Linked DNA regions of Macaca mulatta: region 1 is linked to region 2. Evidence: chromatin contacts called from public Hi-C data. All regions are on one chromosome and are shown on one strand. Each heading gives the region's core, a stretch centred on a gene start, on an enhancer-like site or on the middle of the called end of the contact. The rest is flanking DNA. Distances are from core to core; before and after follow the strand shown.

Region 1 (3,905 bases), core at 682-3,181, 280 kb before region 2:
TTTTTTTTTTAAGACCAGAATTAATTAATTAATTTTTAGACGGAGTTTTGCTCTGTCTCCAGGCTGGGGTGCAGGGGCACCATCTCGGCTCACTGCAACCTCCGCCTCCCGGGTTCAAGCGATTCTCCTGCCTCAGCCTCCTGAGTAGCTGGGACTACAGGCAGACGCTACCATGCGCAGCTAGTTTTTGTATTTTTTAGTAGAGACGGGGTTTCACCATGTTGGCCAGAATGGTCTCGAACTCCTGACCTCAGGTGATCCACTCGCCTCTGGCCTCCCAAAGTGCTGGGATTACAGGTGTGAGCCACTGCACCCGGCTGCGTTTTAGACCAGAATTTAACAGCAGATTTTAACTTAGTCAAAACATGCTTTAGAGTCACCAAAGGCGAACGATGTCTAATAGTGGTGATTTGGGAGTTGGGCACCCTGGGTGTTGGTTGTGCCTTAAAACTTCATGCTAAACTTTAGGGGAAGTCTCTTCCCCTCTCTCTTCAGTTATCTTCCGAGATGAACCCTATTACTAACCTTAATTACTTGATCACCTTTCAAAGGTGCAGTTAAAATTCTTCACATTTTTCTCTCATTTCTATTTAATTAATTATTTTTTTGAGAGAGGGTCTCTCTGTTGCCCAGGCTGGAGTGCAGTAGCGTGATCTAGTCTCACCGCAACCTCCGCTTCCGAGTAGCTGGGGTTACAAGTGTACGTCATCACACCCAGCTAATTTTTGTATTTTTAGTAGATACGGGGTTTCGCCATGTTGGCCAGGCTGGTCTCGAACAACTGACCTCAAGTCATCTGCCCGCCCCGGCCTCCCAAAGTGGTGGGATTACAGGCGTGAGCCACTGCGCCCGGCCCTCATTTCTATTTTAATTAAATTTTATTTAGGATAGGCTTAGCTTAAATGTTTACGACTGAGGTCTGACTTAAGATGATAGCATAAACCATGGAGCTTTCTTTTGTGAACATTACTATTACTCAACCCAATTTTCCCAGGTCAAATTTTGTAATACAAAATGTGGTCAAGATTTGATTCTCTGATCGATTTTTAGTAAAAAAGAAAAAAATTTCCGTGTAGCTTTAAATGTTGTCAATTAAATTTTGTAATAGTTACCTCTACTCTGTTCAGGTTAATACTGCGGTTTTCAACATGACCAACATACGATTCTTTGTTGTTGTTTTGGTGGGGTTGGGGGGCATAACAGTTTTTTCACTCTTGTTAAATTAATTTTCTGTTGATTCCATCTATCCCTAATCTTCACTATGAACAAGATACTGGGTTTTCTTCTGAAGATCAAAAGTGGTAGTGAGGCAATAATGCAAAGACGTAGGACGGCAGGGGGATTCCGGCTTCTTTCTTTTTTCCCCTCCTGTGGAAAGAGGGTCTATAACACTCCGTAGTAGAGAAGAAAATTCTAATTATGAAGGGTAATTAGCTAGGTTTTGCTATAACCGAGAGCCCTGAACGATTCCTCAACGCGGGCTGCTTTTCTCTTCCTCTCCACCAGAGGCGATAGCCTCTTTCCAAACAGAAACTGGGTTGGAATAGGCCGGTCCTGGGGAGCGGCCAGAAGAAAGATCAAAGGTTAAAAACCGCCTCAAAGAGCAAAGGTCAATACCCAACTCCTAAGGAGGCCTGACACGAAACATGAAGGTGACTCCTCCCAACATCGAGGCCTGGGGCCACTCAGCCTTCCAGAGACCCTGCGGGTCCGAGGCGAGTAACAGGTAACACCAGCTGAGCCGCCGCCGACCGGAAGTGGAAGAAAGCCCGGGGCGGGGTGAGGCAGGCCGCGGCACGCCTGCGCAGTCAGCAGGAGTTGCAGCGCTCATGCGCTACTGGGCGGTGACAGGGTGACGCTCGGAGCGTGGGCCGCGACTCTCACGGATCCGGTTCCGCCCTCTCGCTGCCGATCCTTCGGAGCGAGCGCCCCAGATCCCTTTCCCAGAGTGCTCTGCGCCGTGAAGAAGCGGCTCCCGGGGACTGGGGGCATTTTGTGTTGGCTGGAGCTGGAGTAACAAGATGGCGGCGTCGGCGGAGTGACAGGGGTCCCTCAGGGCCGGAGCCGGCGGCAGTGGTGGTAGCTGTATCGCCGCCCTAGCTCACCGCGCCCCTTTTCCAGCCCGCGACGTCGCCGCGCAAGCGAGGCAGCGGCGGCCGCCGAGAAACAAGTGGCCCAGCCTGGTAACCGCGAGAAGCCCTTCACAAACTGCGGCCTGGCAAAAAGAAACCTGACCGAGCGGCGGTGATCAGGTTCCGCTCGGCTGATTCTGGGCCCCGAACGCCGGTAAAGGCCTCCGTGTTCTGTTTCCTGCCGCCTTCCTCCGTAGCCTTGCCCAGTGTAGGAGCCCCAGAGGCCTCCGTCGTCTTCCCAGAGGTGTCGGGGCTTGGCCCCAGACTCCATCTTCGTCTCTCAGGATGGCGAGTAGCAGCGGCTCTAAGGCCGAATTCATTGTCGGAGGGAAATATAAACTGGTACGGAAGATCGGGTCTGGCTCCTTCGGGGACATCTATCTGGCGATCAACATCACCAACGGCGAGGTAATCACCTGGGGTGGGGTTCACGATAACGCTGCGCTTTTCCTCATTCCCCCCACCACCACCGCGCACCCCCAAAGTGCTCGGGCCTTTCCTCACCGCACGCACTCGCCAGGGAGTCCAGGGAGCTAGTTTTCCTGGCTTGCGATCCTCGCCCGCTCTCTCCCTAAAAGGGTCAAGAACCCGATAGAAAGGTTGGGGGAACTAGTTTCCCAGCTTGTTAAACACGTCCCATAAATGTCCCTTCGTCGAGCTGTTTTTTTTTTAACCGACTTTTAAGGTGGAAACGGCAAAATCCTCTTTCTGTGATTCCCATGCTTTGCTTTGCTTTTCTTTTATTTAATTTTTAATCCTACTGGGCCTCTTGTTCCAATTAGAACAGTTTCCGATTGCCTAGTTCCTTAAAAACCTCTCACTACGTTCAGAGGTTGCTTCTTTTTTCTGGATGAATCATTTTCCTGCACTTTAGAGGACGTACGATTTCGTCACTACCCCCTGAAGAGGCCTTTGAGGCTGGTTGCCTCGTTTTATAATTACAGAGAGCTTTCTCTTTCCAGCTTTTCACTTCTTCCTTGTAGTCGCGACTTGGAGTTTTGCTAATGTCTCTCTCCTTTCCTAAATGACACTGAATCCGTAGGGATGTTGATGCCATCATCCCCTCTTTCCCCTGCAGGAAGTGGCAGTGAAGCTAGAATCTCAGAAGGCCAGGCATCCCCAGTTGCTGTACGAGAGCAAGCTCTATAAGATTCTTCAAGGTGGGGTTGGCATCCCCCACATACGGTAAGAACCCCGTGCATGTAGGCGATCCGCTGAGGGAAGCACGGAATGGGGAAGTGGGTAGAGGCAGGTAATGAGACCAGCTGAATCCGGGTCTTGTTTTAGTTACCTGGGTTCCTTGTAGCTGGTGCCTTCCTGTAAGTCATCGCAATCACTGAGTAAATTTCAATTTGCCAACTTATTTCATTGTATTACACTGCTCCATTTCGCTTCCGTCATTCTCTTCCCGAGGCTTTCGTTTGCAGTTAGGCGTGCGGGTCATCTTTGATCCCTACGCGGAAGGGTTGGCTGCTGCCTTTTTTACGGCGGCACGTCTGATGTTCTTAGGTTTGTCCAGTGAAGTGGATTTGAAGGTGCTGAAGCGACCCGGCAGTGTCAGTTCGAGTTGCTATTGGAGCTGGCTTGGGAAATGGCTGCTCTTTTGTTGTGTTTTTGTTCCAACATGTCTTCCTCCTCCGCTTAGAAAATGGCGGAACGACGTGACTCAACCCCATATTCCTGCCCTTTTCTCAGCTTGGGTTCACAAATTATGCTTCCTTGATTCCTCCTTTAGCAGCCCCGAGTGGATTAAACCTTTGAAAAGCCAAGAAT
Region 2 (3,929 bases), core at 182-2,681:
GCCACTTCACTCCAGCCTGGGCAACAAGAGCGAAACTCAGTCTCAAACAACACAAAACAAAAAGAAAAAGATGTGCGCTAGCCCCCTACCAATGCTGCCCTCTCGGCTCACATCAATCTCAATTCCAGTAAGTCCCCTCCATTTCTGTGAAACGTCTACCAAATACACTGGAAAAGAGTCAGCAAGGTGCCTTGGAGATCATCTAGTCCAACTTTGTCGCTGGTCCAGAGAGGAGGGCCTGGGCAGAGGACACAGCTGGTCCGGGATAGAACCACCCCCGCCTCCTCCCTCCCACGCGCACACATGCACAGGCGCGCCTGCTCCCGGCGCTCCTCCTTCTCCCAATGCCCTAGGCAGCTGCAAACTTCGGTCCCCTGGGGCTTCTCCCCAGGGACTGCCCACGGCGGGTGTTTAGGGAGTTGAACCTGGAAACCTTGTTTTCCCCTTTAGAGTGGAATGGGGTCAGAGGAGCTCGCTGTCCTCCGGCATCTAGAGGGGGATCTTTTATGAAGTTACAAATCCTTAGCCTACGAAAACTCTGATTTCACACGCGAGAGGCGAATTGGCCCCAGGACACAGGCATTGACACGCACCGGGTTGTCCCGGCAGCAGGAGGCACCTGTGCACCAGCGCCGCGTCTCCCAGTTCCCTCCGAGCCTTCCTCAGCCCCCGCCCCACCGCCCGCCTCTCTCCCTCCTCCTCTCCGGCTTCAGATCGCCCGGTCTCCCTTACTCGCCCGGCGCAGCAACAAGTGCGGGCGTCACGGCCCCTCTTACCCCGGCCTCGGTCCATGGCGCCGGCCTAGTCCCCGGGGAGCGGGCCGCAGGGCGCGGGGGCTTCGGCGCGGCTGGTGGCGGCGGGCGCGCTGAGCTCTCAGGCCAGCCCAGCGGCCGGCGCTCTCCGCGGTCCCCTCCCCCAGACAGGATGCTCGCCGGCCGCCCCCGCCCCGCCCGCGCCCGCGCCCGCCCCCGCCCCTCAGCGCCGCTCCCGGAATAGACCCGAGCACGCCTCGCCCCCTGGGCCGCCGGCCGCTGTCCCGTGGTGCCGCACACGCCCGCGCCGCGCCCTGCCGCCAGCTCGCCCTCCGCGGCGCTCTAGCTCGGGCTTGGAGGACCCGCTTCCCAGTCCGCACGCGTTCGTTCCGGCGCCCGCGCGGCCCGCCCCAGCCCGAACCCAGGAGGTGTGCGGCTTTGCTTGCACTCCGCTAATGATGGGGTCTTACCACCGCACCCCTCAGCCCGCTCCATTCCTGAATGCGGAGACCGTTGGAGTCCTTTTTTATCCTATGGAATCAAAACCCCCTTCCCTGCAGCCGCCACCCATTTCCAGGCTTTGGGCTTGTCTTCTCCATTCGCCGCGGGTCTTTCCGGAGCACCTTCTAAGCCAGACAGTGGGCCCGCGGCGATGCGGGTGCAATGTCAGTGGTGTTGCGAAAGAGGAGTTAAATAGTAACAAAGATCTTCAGAAAGAAAAGCACCTGGGAAAGGGAGAAAGAGAGACTTGCTGAAAGGTGGGCAAGGGATTGGGACACTTTCAACTTTTGATGTTCCTTGTGTACTAAAACGTGAAAACATACGAGGATCTGGGAGAATTCAGAAAAAGAATAGAAAAATGAATAACACGTGAAAACATGCAAAACAGTGATAAAAAATGTGGAAATGAATACTTTTAGCATACAAAATACAGTGCAATGTAAGTGTACTTTTCGCAAGATTGTAGAAAATATTGCTATGACCAGTGTGGAACAATAATGGGATCTAAGTTTAAAGCTGTATGAAGAATGTCAACTTCTTCACCTTATTGGTATATCTTGTGAAAATAGGTCTCATTCATTTATAGACAATATCAAATGTCTGACTTTAAGACCCTTCATAAAGTCCAGGACCAATTGTTATCCTAGATACCGCTCCTCCCACCATGGGCCAGGCCATGGTTTTCAGCTTTGAGCTGGCCACCGTTCCCTACTTAGAACATTCTGGAATGAGGAACACCCACCACAAAGGTATGGAGTCAAGAAAAGGCCTGGGAAAGACCAGCCTGTATTTTCCTGGACTGGGAATATTTTCTTTCTTTTCTTTTCTTCTTCTTTTTTTTTCTTGAAAAGTCTTGCTTTGTTGCTGAGGCTGGAGTGCAGTGGCGCGATCTCGGTTCACTGCAACCTCCACCTCCCAGGTTCAAGCAATTCTCCTGCCTCAGCCTCCTGAGAAGCTGGGATTACAGGCGCCCACCACCATGCCCTGCAAATTTTTGTATTTTTAGTAGAGACGGGGGTTTCAACTTGTTGGCCAGGCTGGTTTCGAACTTCTGACCTCAGGTGATCTACCTGCCTCGGCCTCCCAAAGTGCTGGGTTTACAGGCATGAGCCACCTTGCCTGGCCGGGAATATTTTCTCTATTGCTTTTATGGGCAAATTAAAATCAACATTGTCTTAAAATATTGCATCAGTAATTTATTTAGTTGTGTATGTGTATGAGCACTCAGACCAAACGTGATGTCGTGAACAATGTATGAAAACTTGTGCATGACTCTTGTTCTGTTAGTTTGATGCAAAAGTAATAGTGGTTTTTGCCATTGAAAGTAATGGCAAAAAACGCTATTACTTTTTGCACCAATCTAAATACTACATTGTATAATAACTTTTCATCAATGAGATTTTCTTGCTCATCTGTGCTATGGGAAGCCTCATACTGTAAGTCCTCACAGGACTGTTGGTAGAGCAAATGAAATGATACAAACCCACTTTACAAACCACAAACAGCTATAAAATATGAGCCATTATTATTTTCTGAGTTCCTCTTTGTTGCTGTCCCCTTTTCCAATTTGAAAAGGTCAGTTTAAATTCTAAAGCAGCCAACCAACAATTTGCCAGTGGATTAAGTTTTAAAAGTTTATTGTCTGAACTCTGAAACACTTGGAAACAAGGCCATAAATTGTATTTAAGTTCTCAGGCTAGCTCACTAATTCTTCTAAAAACATAAAATTTCATTTGAAATAATTTAGAAAAACAGTATGAAATGTTACTGTTGCAAAAACAGATGGAGGCTTTTATAGAGATTTTTATTTTTATAATGTTTAAAAAAATATTTAAGATAGAGATGAGGTTTCACTATGTTGCCCAAGCTGGTCTCGAACTTCTGAGATCAAGCGCTCCTCCCGCCTCAGCTTCCTAAAGTGCTAGGATTACAGGCATGAGTCACCATGCCCGCCCAGTAGAGACTTTTAGAGAACTTTCAGAAACTTTCAAGGACTTTGGAGATATATTCAGAGAATTGGAACAAAAAAGTAAAAAAGGCTAAGGAAAATGTATTAAGTGTCCATGGAATAATTTATGGAGTGGAATTAACTGAGCTGTGGTCTGGGAAGGATATAGAAATGGGAGAACACAGTCTGTGCACAGTTCTGAGAATCAACAAAAAAAATGTTACTGGGAAGGTATAGGGGTTCTGGTTTAAATAATTACCCATAATATCCACTAGATGGCAATGTTGACTAACTTGTCTACAGCTTGGTTGCTGTCAGAGTAACTGAGATGGATGAGAAAGTTATTTGCGGGTTTGGACAAGGAATAACTTTTTTTTTTTTTTTCTGTAAGTTTCCTTTAGTGAGTTCTTTATTCCTCATAAAAACTAACAATCCACACTGTCCATAAATTCACTTAGGCAATATCGATTGCACTCTGTGCAAGTTTCTATTGAGAGAAGAAATGCTAAGTAGGAATGATTCCCACCCTTAGGGAATATACAATCTAGTAGAGGAGATAGATATGTATAAAATAATATAATAAAAATTACTGTATGAAAAGTACCAGAGGAGAAATAAAGTGGTCTTGGAGTCCATCAGACAAAGCAAGACTTTTTCACTAATCATAGAGGCTGTAATGGATGACAGACATTTGGAAGGGGGGCAACTGAGAATGTGTAATGAGGAGA

What was found. Hi-C and Micro-C count contacts between places; a contact is called where the count stands out from the background.
Region 1: a Hi-C map of fetal cortex germinal zone shows a contact between it and region 2, with 2.9 times the contacts expected there. The contact joins the promoter of CSNK1A1 here to the promoter of AFAP1L1 in region 2. A contact is called at or near these places in 2 of 14 Hi-C or Micro-C datasets (fetal cortex germinal zone and liver).

Annotation. Positions count from the first base shown.
Region 1 is chr6:158,513,611-158,517,515 of T2T-MMU8v2.0, reverse strand. It overlaps CSNK1A1 (casein kinase 1 alpha 1), which reads left to right and starts at 1,931. Exons shown (of 10, transcript NM_001261235.1): 1 at 1,931-2,540; 2 at 3,211-3,317. The coding sequence starts at 2,418.
Region 2 is chr6:158,232,098-158,236,026 of T2T-MMU8v2.0, reverse strand. AFAP1L1 (actin filament associated protein 1 like 1) reads right to left here and starts at 1,431. Exons shown (of 19, transcript XM_028849832.2): 1 at 1,223-1,431. The coding sequence starts at 1,247.